Regions from separate parts of the Mus musculus genome. Here region 2 is linked to region 1. A link is a contact called in public Micro-C data. All regions are on one chromosome and are shown on one strand. The core of a region is the stretch at or near the end of the contact, and the rest is flanking DNA. Distances in the headings are between cores, read along the strand shown. Region 1 has its middle 17 kb from the start of Ssc4d. Region 2 has its middle 21 kb from the start of 4933404O12Rik.

The links. A called contact is a pair of places that touch in the nucleus more often than the background predicts.
Region 2: a contact with region 1 is called in a Micro-C map of embryonic stem cells, with 2.8 times the contacts expected there. The contact joins two enhancer-like sites. A contact is called at or near these places in 4 of 484 Hi-C or Micro-C datasets (B cells and embryonic stem cells) and 1 of 115 datasets of contacts at active chromatin or transcription factors (embryonic stem cells).

What each region holds. Positions count from the first base shown.
Region 1 is chr5:135,954,198-135,959,906 of GRCm38.p6, forward strand. No RefSeq gene overlaps it. Among named protein-coding and RNA genes, the nearest start is that of Ssc4d, 17 kb to the right of the region's middle. Within about 2 kb of position 3,529, at least 388 of the 459 cell types and tissues checked have an H3K27ac peak or open chromatin away from gene starts, as enhancers often do. A contact at or near this core is called in embryonic stem cells, where this site is marked.
Region 2 is chr5:136,937,544-136,943,510 of GRCm38.p6, forward strand. No RefSeq gene overlaps it. Among named protein-coding and RNA genes, the nearest start is that of 4933404O12Rik, 21 kb to the left of the region's middle. Within about 2 kb of position 3,493, at least 13 of the 459 cell types and tissues checked have an H3K27ac peak or open chromatin away from gene starts, as enhancers often do. A contact at or near this core is called in embryonic stem cells, where this site is marked.

The DNA of each region.
Region 1 (5,709 bases), core at 2,279-4,778:
AAAGGCATGCACCACCACGCCCAGAAAAAAGAAAAAAAAAAAAATATATATATATTAAAGCTACCAAAAAAAAAAAAAAGACAAAGACGGTGAAGAGTTTTGGCTTTGTTTTTTGGGTTTTTTTCAAGACAGGGTCTCAAGGTGTAGCTAGTCCTCAGGAGATGGCAGAAGGGGGATCAGGAAATTGTGGTCATCTTGCATTACAATGCAAAATTATGAACAAAATTAAGGGGGGGAATGAGCAAGGCAGTTTGATTGGGCAGACAGCTCCATGGATGCTCAATTTCTGAAATTTCTAACAACGGGGGCTGGCACGGTGGCCCAGCAGGTGAAGGTACCTGGTGCCAATCTGGAGGATATCAGTTGGATTCCCTAGCATTCGCATGGTGGGAGAGTGTTGACTCCCACAAATTTTCCTCTCAGATGGCTCTACTCGTGTGTGGTGGCCCAGGCATGCTTGCATCCATACATGAACATTATACACACATACACAGAACAATAAGAAATAGAAAATAGTAATTAAGCCGGGCGTGGTGGCGCACGCCTTTAATCCCAGCACTCAGGAGGCAGAGGCAGGCGGATTTCTGAGTTCGAGGCCAGCCTGGTCTACAAAGTGAGCTCCAGGACAGCCAGGGCTATACAGAGAAACCCTGTCTCGAAAAAACCAAAAAAAAAAAAAAAAAAAAAAAAAAAAGTAATTAATCTTGTTTTCTCTTGGTAACAGAAAGTTACCTAGCAGACATGAGGAATTCATCTTCCTAGGGCTTTATTTTGTTTATTTGAGACAGGGTCTTATGAAGCCCAGGTTAGCCTTGAACTTGCTCTATAGGAGAATCCTCCTGAGTCTACCTGCTACATGCTCTGATTACAGGTGTCTGCTACCACACACAGTTTATGCAGGGCTAGGAATCAAACTCAGGGCCTCATGCATGCTAGGCAAGCACTTTACCAACTGGGCTACATCCCAGGCCAGGTTTTCTGGTCCTCCCTCCCCCCACTCCCCCAGAAAGGGCTTCACTATGTAGCTGTGGCTTGGAACTCAATAGTGATCCACTTGCCTCTGCCTCCAAAGTACTGGTATTTCCCATTTGATTTTAGTGTATGCATGGATGCGAGTGTGAGTGCGTGCAAACGTGTGCATGAAGAACTTAGAGGATAACTTTCTAAAAAGGCCAGTTCTTGCCTACTTTTAGGTAATTTGGAGAATTGAAGTCAGGTTGTCAGGCTGTTTCAAGCAATTACTTTTACCTGTGAGCTTCATCACTGGCCCAAGGCACTGTTTTTGTTTTGTTTTGTTTTGTTTTTGAGACAGGGTTTCTCTGTGTAGCCCTGGCTGTCCTGGAGCTCACACTGTAGAACAGGCTGGCCTCGAACTAAGAAATTCACCTGCCTCTGCCTCTTGAATGCTGGGAGTAAAGGCGTGCACCACCAAGCCTGGACCTGGTTTTTTTAAGGTAGAGGCAACTTTGACTTTCCAAGTGAATGGCCACGTGGATGGAATAAGCTATCTATCCCATGAAAAGGGTTCCCTGAGCTGACTGCTGCTAACCTCGCAGGGACCCAGACTTGTCTAACTCATGCAGGGATCTTGAGACAGAAAATTGACTATGGTGGCAGACAGCAGGTGCCTCGTTGACTACAGCTTCTTCATCAGGCCTTCCTATCCAGCGAAAAGGAAGCCAATGACAGTGCAAAAGACTCAAGTCCCTATTGCTCTGTAGCTCACAGTGGGGCAGGTCAATCCTGGCTCTCTGCATGTTTCTCCATCTGCCCAGATTGAGTTATGTCAAACTTGCTCTGGTCTGGCAGGGCCAATCTTTTTTTTTTTTTTTTGTTTCTTTTTTTTTTTTTTTCTCGAGACAGGGTTTCTCTGTATAGCTCTGGCTGTCCTGGAACTCACTCTGTAGACCAGGCTGGCCTCGAATTCAGAAATCTGCCTGCCTCTGCCTACCAAGTGCTGGGATTAAAGGCATGTGCCACCATGCCTGGCTGGCAGGGCCAATCTTAAGACGACAGACACTCGGTCAGGGTGATGCTACACATAGAATTTGCTGTGGTACAGCAGGCTGTGTTAAAATCCTCAGTCTAACCCACCTGAGGTAGCTCACATCTATAAAACCAGCCACTGGGAAGATGATGGGGGTGGAAACTGCTTGAGGTCAGCCTGGACTGAAGTGTGAGATCCTGTCTCTGAGGCAAGGGAGTTCAGAAGTCTGCGTTCATTTCTGGCTACACAACACATTTCAGGGCAGCATAGGCTACATTGTCTTGTTTCAAAACAAAACCACAACCACAACACCCCTCAGTTTATTGTTCATGTTTGCCAGAGGTGGGGAACCTTTTCCAATTCTTTAATTGGTTTGTTTTTGAGACCATGTCTTATGTAGCATAGGCTGGCCTTGGATTAGCTGTATAATTGAGGGTGACCATCTGTCTCCACCCCTGGGACTTTAGGCATGTGACAGCCACCACACTGAGGTTTGTTTTCTTCCCTTTTTAGAAATCTATTTTCTTTTTGTAGTTGCTGATTTAAAAAAAAAAAAAGACATTTTAATTGTGTGTGTGTGTGGCCACATGGCCTCACCTTTACCTGTGGAACCCTTTCGCTGACCCAAACTGAGTTGGGGACTGAACCTTGGACTTTCTGAATGCTTGGACAGAGCTCTACCAGCTGAGTTACACACCAGCCTCCTTAATCTTGATTTATTTTAGATGTTTTTTACCCCATAGTGCCACCACACCCTATTCCAATTCTGGTTTTATTGTGAACCGGTTTTACAATTTCAACAGTCCTTTGTGGGTTAAATGTCCTCTGTGAAAGCGTCGCATGCCTTTCATCTCAGCAAGCAGGTCTTTGAGTTTGAGGCCTGCCTGGTCTACAGACTGAGTTCCATCCAGGGCAGCCAGCGTCATACAGAAAAACTGTTTCGAAAAAAACAAAACCAACCAAATGGTCTTTTATGAAAATATCAGTAGCTTTAGGATATAGCTCAGTTGGTCGAGCGTTTGCCTAGCGTAAGTGAAGTCCTGGGTTCCTCAGAATTGCATAAATGAGCAGGGGTGGCACGCACCTGTAACCCCAGTTGGGTGGGCAGAGGAAGAAATAAAATTAAAAAAACTCAAAGTCACCTTTGGCAAGCCACCCTGAACTGCATGAGACCTTGACTAAAGCATTTTTAAAAGGGGTGAGGGGGTGGGGTGGTGAGGAGAGAAGCAGCCTTGTGGCGCAGAGGTTGTTGTTGGTAAATACTCTTTGTAATCCGCAAAGGTCCGCGGGGACTGAAAATGTCGCCTAAACTACAGTGTCTTGGGAATGGTTGACCTTCCTTCCCTTGTATGGGCTGTACCGGGGACTCAATTCCTTTGTCAGACCAAACCTAGAACTCTGCACAAAAAAAAAAAAAAGACCCGCCCCGAGGCATGGAAAGGTCTCGAAGAGCGTGGCCCCGCCCCTGCCCCACCTAACCAGCAACCTTCCGTTTGCTGCGACTGGCTGAACCAGTTTCAAAGCTACCCAATCAAAATCCTTCAGTAAGATAGAGGCGTGGCTTCAGTTCCGACCCAGGGCGGGCTCTCCTCTGAGCTCCTGCGGTGACTCAGCAGGAAGGCGTGAGTTATTGGGGCCCGGAAGGGCAGGGCTACGTCACGTCCTACCCTGTCCGCCCCGGCCGTCGAGGCTTACGGGGCTCCAGTGGGAATCCCAACACCTGGACTCTGTTGGTTTTGTTTTGTTTTGATGACCCAGAAAAACCCTGGACCTTTCACTGATCTTTTGTTTCCTCCGTTTGCACAGTGGTTAAGAACACTTCCCGGAGCAGTGCCTGAGTGGGAAGACCCTGGAAGTTTGGAGTTTGACCTTACAGGAAGTCAATCCCAGTTGCCTCGTTTTTTTTTTTTTTTTTTTTTTCCCCTCTTCTCTTTTTGCTAATCCATCAATCCTCAAGGTTTGGCTCCCATTCGAGTTGTCAGGCAGGTGTGACAACAAATACACAAGGGAGGCTAGCCTGCTGCACTTCGAAAAACTCACCAGAACTTAAAGTCATCCTCAGGAACGTAGAGACCAGGACATAGGGTCCGGACGATGGTATAGATGATGAGGGGCCAAGCTGGCGTGATGGCTCAGCAGGTATCAAGAATCTGGTACCCGCATGGAAGGAAAGAATTCCTGTGACATGTACCACACATGTACTCAAACATGCATGCATTAGCCTTTTTTTTTTTTAAAGTAAGAGGGGCCTAGAGAGCTGGCCCAGCAGTTAGGGCACTTGCTCTTGCAGAGCCCCTGAGCTCAGTTCCCAGCACCCACGTGGTGTGGTTTACAACCATCATAACTCCACTACCAGGGGCTCCAACGCTTTGTGACTGTGGTGAACACAGGGTATACACGTGGGCAACATTCAGCCATGTATGAAAACATTTATACACAGATGCAGAGGTGTTTCAGTGGGTAAGAGCAATCATTGTACAAAGTTGGGGACCCAAGTGGGGATTCCAGCACCCAGGAGTAAAACCTGAGTGGCCAGGAATGCCTATAACTCTGGTACTACGGAGGGCAGAGACTGGATGACTTCCGGAGCTTGCTATCCTTTAGCCTAACTCAGCATTTGAGGAGAAAGCCTGCACCCAGGGGATCTGCGTGTGATAGAACTGGACGCCCTGTATCATCATCATCACCATCACTACACACAGGCACACTCAGTAATAAATCTTTGCGGGGTGGGGGTGGGGGGTAGGGAACCAGAATTGGAGTTTGTAGCTGTGGCTCAGTGGTCGAGTACTTGCCTTCCATGATTTAGGTCCTAGGTGGGTTTTGTTTTTTTGTTTTTAAATATTTATTTATTTATTATATGTAAGCACACTGTAGCTGTCTTCAGACACTCCAGAAGAGGGCATCAGATTGTTGTTATGGATGGTTGTGAGCCACCATGTGGTTGCTGGGATTTAAACTTAGGACCTTTGGAAGAGCAGTCTGTGCTCTTAACCACTGAGCCATCTCACCAGCCTAGGTTTAATCCCCAGTCCTACCACAGCAAAACAAAGCAATCAAACCAACCCAAGCAAGCAGGAATGGAGTCTAAAGGAAGCATCAGAGAACAGCAAAGGCATAAAGAGGGCAGCAATGAATGAGAACAAAATATAACAACTCACACATGAAAATGGATGCCAGCTCTCAGGAGGCAGAGGCAGGCAGACCTCTGAATTTAAGATTAGCATGGTCTATAGACTGGGTTACAGGAAAGCCGGGGCTATACAGCAAACAAACAAACAAAACCAACCTGTCTTGAAAAACTAAAACAAAAAGCAAACAAAACTAATATAGAAATTCATAGGCAGAGAAAGTGGAGAGGGTAGTGTGGCCTTTCTAGAAGTTCAGGCTGCTTTAAACTCCTAATCCACCTGCTTAAGCATGTACGTGCTGAATTACAGATCTTTGCCACCACTAATTCAGGCAGGGTCTCCCAGCAACCCCTACCCCCAGGTATCTAGTAGTCTAAGCTGGCCTTGAATGGTTATGTAGTTGAGGATAGCTTTGAACTCCTGATCTTCATTCCTGTGATCCCTTTAAAGAGGGAATATCACAGGTTGACCAGAGGAGGGTTGTTTTGTTTTGTTTTTTTCCGTTTTTCTGCCATTTTATTTTCTGGGCCTATTCAGTCAGCTTCTCTCACTCTGCAGCTCTGGCTGGCCTGGAACCCCACCCCACCCGCA
Region 2 (5,967 bases), core at 2,243-4,742, 980 kb after region 1:
CCATACTTTATTTTTTTAATGTATTTGGCCTTTTGTGGAGGGTTGTGTGGTACACGTGTGTGTACTCGAGTATGTGTTTAGGTCCTAGGCCAGCCTTGGGTGCTGTTCCTCCAACACTGTCCACATTGTTTCTTGAGTCCTGGTTTCTCTCCAGTCTGGAGCTCACCAAGCAGGTCAGCCTGGATGATCAAGGCAGCCTCAGGGATCCGCCCACCTCTGCTTGACTTACAAGTTCATGCCACCGTGCCCAGGAATTTCACCTGAGGACCAGAGGTTCCAAGGATCAAACCAAGGCCCTCGTGCTTGCCCAAGCATTTCACCAACTGAGCATCAGTGGCTGCCCTTGAGCCGGACCTTCCTGCCTCAGGCTCCTTTGTGCTGAGATGACAGGTATGTGCTGCCTTGCCCAGCCTTCCCCCGCCCATGCTCACATCCCTCAATACTCTATTTTGATTAATTTAACATTTTTTTTCAACTTTATTAAAGAACTTTCCGAGAATGCCCCAGGGAGGGCCTGGGGGCGTGGCTCAGTGGTCGAACCCCTGCCTAGAATCCCCCAGGGAGGGGCTGGGGCGTGGCTCAACGGTAGAGCCCCTGCCTAGAATCCCCCAGGGAGGGGCTGGGGGCGTGACTCAGTGGTAGAGCCCCTGCCTAGAATCCCCCAGTGAGAGGCTGGGGGCGTGGCTCAGTGGTCGAGCCCCTGCCTAGTATGTATAAGGCTCTGGGTTGGATCCAAGTAGACTAAGTATCCAATCTTCCCTCTCTCCCATGATTATCCAATTGTTTCAATGCCATCTAATGAGTACCTCTTTCCCAACTATTTTGAAATTCTGCCTTCATTGTTAAATTCCTGTTCAACTTGGCTACTTCCCTTGAATCTACTTGAACCTGCTCCAATACCTTATTATTTTACTGTGTAATTTGCTTTGGTTTCTAATACAATTGCTTTCCCATTTACTGTTTTCAAAATTCACACCATGAAAAAGAGGCGGTTAAGTTGGAGCTAATGAGAGTCACTCTGAGGCTGAAAAAAATCTTAGAGAGCTGTTATTTATGGCCAGTCGTCCACAGGGACAAGATAGTAGATTTTAAAAGAGGTTGAAAGATAATATAATGAAAACAACAACAAAAGAAAAAACCCACTTGGGAGGCAGAGGCAGGTGAAATTCTGAGTTCAAGGCCAGCCTGGTCTACAGAGTGAGTTCCAGGACAGCCAGGGCTACACAGAGAAACCCTGTCTTGAAAACCCGAAATGTTAATAATAACTAAACAAAAAGTAGTGTCAGGAATTGCACAAGAAGCCCAGGACAGACAAGAGCCTAAGGATGTCTTATGTAAGCTAGGGTTCTTGGAGCCATTTTGTTTAAAAAAGAAAGAAATCCTGTTCTCAGTAATGACCCTTGATGAACTTAGTTTCAAATGAGATTTTGGGGTTTAATGCATCATACAACAATGTCAGGAGGTCATGTGACATGACTCTGTCTCAGGACTGGAGACTTCACAGACCTCCGCACAGGGCCACAATGCCCTGACTGTCCTGTCTTTCTGTCTCTTCTAGAACTAGCCCCGTGACAGAAACCAAATATAACATTGGCCATTGGGCCTCCCTTTTCAGGCTTCCGTGAAATTGTGAGACAATTATGCATCAGCCACTCAGCTTTAAGCTTTTCCCAGAAAACAAATGCCTTTCTCTGTCATCTTACCAAGTTCCCTGAAGCCCGCTGGTGCCTTCAGAACTATCCCGTGGGTCTGTGCCATTTGAGGAGTACATTTGTCATTTGTCTTCGCTGGGACTATACGTTTTATGTGGGTTTTTAAAAAAAGAGATTGGTTTTATTTTGTGTGTGTGAGTGTTTTGCCTACATGCATGCATGTAACACTGCAGGCTTGCCTAGTACCCGTGGAGGCCACAAGAGGGCGCTAGAGTCCCTGGAGTTGTAATTATGGGTGGTTGTGAGGCATCACGCAGGCGCAGGCAACCAAGCCTGGGTCCTGTGTAAGAGCAACAAGTGCTGTTACCAACTGAGCCATCTCTCCTGTCCCAGAACAATAGTTTTGAGTTCAGCAAGCAATTGAATGTGTGTGTGTGTTTCTTTGATTTTTTGAGACAGGGTTTCTCTGTATAGCCCTGGCTGTCCTGGAGCTCACTTTGTAGACCAGGCTGGCCTCGAACTCAGAAATCCGCCTGCCTCTGCCTCCCGAGTGCTGGGATTAAAGGCGTGCGCCACCACGCCCAGCTGTGTGTGTGTTTCTATGTGTGTCTGTGCATGTGCAGTGTGCTCAGGCGCTCCTTTCCCCTTCCCCAGTACCCTTTCTATCTTTGTATTCAGTCCCCCACAAAACTCAAACAAAAGTGGTTTCTCAGTTATGATTTATTTCAGTAGATACACTCAATGTAGACACAGCAGGGAGAGATATAAATAGCTGGAGGGTGCTGGGGTCAAGCACACACTTTCTTGTTTCAAGAGCAAACTACAGTGATTATATTGCTGTTATTATAAACAGATCTGAGATGTTTAAGCCTGTGAGTTTAGAGCCAAATAGGAAATTCATGGCTCTGAGTTTAACAATAGTTAGGGTGTTCTCAGTTATTTTAATTAGAAATGGCTGAGAGTAGTTAACAGAGAACAGTCTAAATTACTTTACGTAGATAGTTGGTTTTCGAAAACGTCCAAAGTCCACACAACGTGACATTTAATGTTATTTATTCATTTGTTGTTGAGACCAGTTCGTTCCTGACAGCTTTCCCTGTCTGTCTGGGATTCAAAGAAGAAACTGAGCATCTTTGAGTTACTCCAGTTGTGGCGAAACAGCCACTAGGCAAGAATTGCCTCATCATTTCATCTACAGCCATAATGCTGTCCAAAGTAAGGACACAGTTATAGGTTAGGACAGCTTGATTCTGCAGAGACAGAGTAGGCCAGTCCTTAATATTCCTATTTCTCTAGGTCTGTCAGATGACCCTGGCCAGTAGGCTGAAGACCGATGCTCCAACTGCTGAAGTAAGGGGCTGTCCAGGTGATCAGCAGTCTCTGTGGATTGGCTACGTTTTGGAAGCTGTTTTAGGCTTTCTATATATTTTCAGTTAATATCAGTCAGTCTTGGATTTCTGATGGGGTTGAGACCCTACATAGTCTCCTAGCCAAGCCAGGACAGTTCTGAGAGGATGGTTTTCAGATGGCATCCTATCTAAAGCTAAGACACAGCCAGATGTAGAATTATAAGGCTTTTAAGTAAGGATAGATGATAAGAGGTTCTGTTTAACTAACAAAGATGAAGGACTGGGTGTTTAGGTCTCTTGTACTTTATAAATTACAAAATAATGATAGTTATATTCAATTATATCTAAGATAAAATAGTCTTTTAATTGGACAGAAAGGGGGAAATGTTGTGGATAGCCCTGGGGCTAATCATATTTGATGTTAATTCTGTTCTCTGGTGAGTGGTTGGAACAAGGAATGAGTCAGCACCCAGGTGATTTCCAGTAAACCTGTTTCCCACCTTCATTTGTAAAATAAAGGAGAGCTGATGCTTGGGCAGATAAAAGGGAAGGTGGAGCAGAAGGTGGGAGGGAGAAGAAGGAGAAAATGGAAGGGGGAGAGGACGCAGAGGAGGAGGAGGAAGAAGGAGAAGATCGGAGCGGAAGCACATGGCCTGGAGATACCGCAAGTTCTAAGGGGTCTCATAGATGTGCAAGATGGTAGTGTAGCGGCAGATCTGCCCAGTCTAGGCGCACAGCTGTAATCACATGAACTGTTATGTGTTTTCTTTGCCGGGGCATATTTGGGAGGAGATTCACCGCTACAGAGGCTGGGTTGGGATGTCCTTGTCCTGGAAATCTCACGAGTCCTAAAGTCAAAATTCTCCACGGGAGTTGGGCCCGTGCCTGTTATGTGACCACCAAGCTCCCATACAAAGCCACAGGTGAGTACAGTGAATCTTCATGCCTACTTTTAAAATGCTGGGGGACTGAAGAGATGGTTCTCTGGGTAAGAGTGCTTGATGCAGGAGGATCCGAGTTCAAATCTCCAGAGCCCACATAAAACAGTCAAGGCCAAAAAATAAAAAAATAAAAAAAGCCCGGTGTGGTGGCGCACGCCTTTAATCCCAGCACTTGGGAGGCAGAGGCAGGCGGATTTCTGAATTCGAGGCCAACCTGGTCTGCAAAGTGAGTTCCAGGACAGCCAGGGCTACACAGAGAAACCCTGTCTCGAAAAACCAAAAACCAAAAAACAGTCAAGGCCACACTGTAACCCTGTGAGCTCAGGGCTGTGGAGGCAGAGTCAAATTCTGGGGCTTGTCAGGTGCCAGTCCAGCTCCAGATTCAGCGAGAGAGCCTGTCTCCAGGGCAAAAGGCTGAAGGTGATAGAGCAGGACCCTCTGCATTTGCAAATGTGGGTACGTACACATATGCACACACACAGAAAGGGCTAATGAGAAGCATCGGTGGGTAAGGGCACCTGTCACCAAGCCTGAGAGCCTGGCTCTGACCCCTGGGACCACATGGCAGAGGGAGGGACCCTGGTGCCTCCAAGTTGTCCTGTGACAACATGCAGAGTCAAACATAATCACATGCTCACACACAGCACACAGCACACATTTTAGAAAGTAAACCTGCCCTTGTTAGCTTTTTGTTACTTTGACAAAATGTCCGAGGTCTTCACCTAGAAGAGTGCATTCAAGCCCGGGTGTCGGCCCAGGCTCTGACTGCTTTGGGTCAAGGCAGAGGTCATTCATGTCAGGAAGCAGGTAGCAAACTAAGCTGCTCTCCTCCTCGAGTCTGGACCAGGGATGCTTGAAGTCTTTACAAGTCCGAAGTGATGGACTTCCTCCAACCAGGCCCCACCTCCAGACCCAAACCAGAGCTACCAGGACAGCCTAGTTCATCATTCTGTTAAATTCCTGTAGGTATGTTTGTTGTATGTGCTCGTGTGTGCAGTTGCATATGCCAATAAGGAGAGGACTTCGGCTGTCCCACCTTACTGCCTTGAGACAAGGTGTCACTACAGTACATGTGGGATCCCTTACGAAGTCCTGTCCCTCCACCACCCTGACCGTCCTGGGGTTACAGGCATGCAAACAGCCATGCTTAGCTTTTTACACCATGCTGGGAATTTGAACTAAGAGCCCCATGTTTGCAAAGCAAGCACTCTTGCCCACTGAACCATCTCTCCAGTCCTTAGTTCATCTTTTTCTGCCCCAGGGTTGCATGTAGCCCAGCTCAGGCTGGCCTCAAGCTATGTAGCCCAAATGAGCTCCTCATCCTCCTGCCTCCACCCCTCAGGGGCTCAGTCTACAGGTGTGCCCCTCAGTGCTGGTTTGCTGCCTGGTTCCTCTTGATTCTATTTTGGGCACAGAAAAGAACCTCTTACCAATCTCTCAGTGAGGATTCTAGTTCTCAGAATTTGACCAGGGGTCATTGCCATGGCTACGGAGATATGTGAAACTGTGCTTAAAAAAAAGAAAACCTTCTCTGTTAACTCTAGCCTCACACTCAAACAAAGGAAATCTCCAGGCCTGACAGCTTCATGGAGGGACTCTGCTCATATCTGAAGAAATATTAAAGGCCAAGCACAGTGGTGCAAAGCCACGATTCCAGGTCTCCAGAGGCAGGAGGATCGAGGCCAGCCCAAACTCTTTGAGAATCTCTTGAGATCTCAGAAGGAATTTTTTTTTTTTTTGAGATAGGGTTTTACTATGTAACTTTGGAACTCTCTATGTAGACCAGGCTTACCTCAGACTCACAGAGACCTGCCTGCCTCTGTCTCCTAAGTATAGAGTTCTCTCGAAATGAACATATAAAAGGTCTGGGGAGTTGGCCTCTGGAACAGGATGCACGCATTATTTAATATGTGTACAGTTCAACCCACAGCACTGAAGAGCTAAAACATGCCGAGCCAGCATAGCAATGCAAGTGGACCACAGCCCAGCTGCGGGTTCTCACCTAGCCTGGAGGAAACTCTGGGC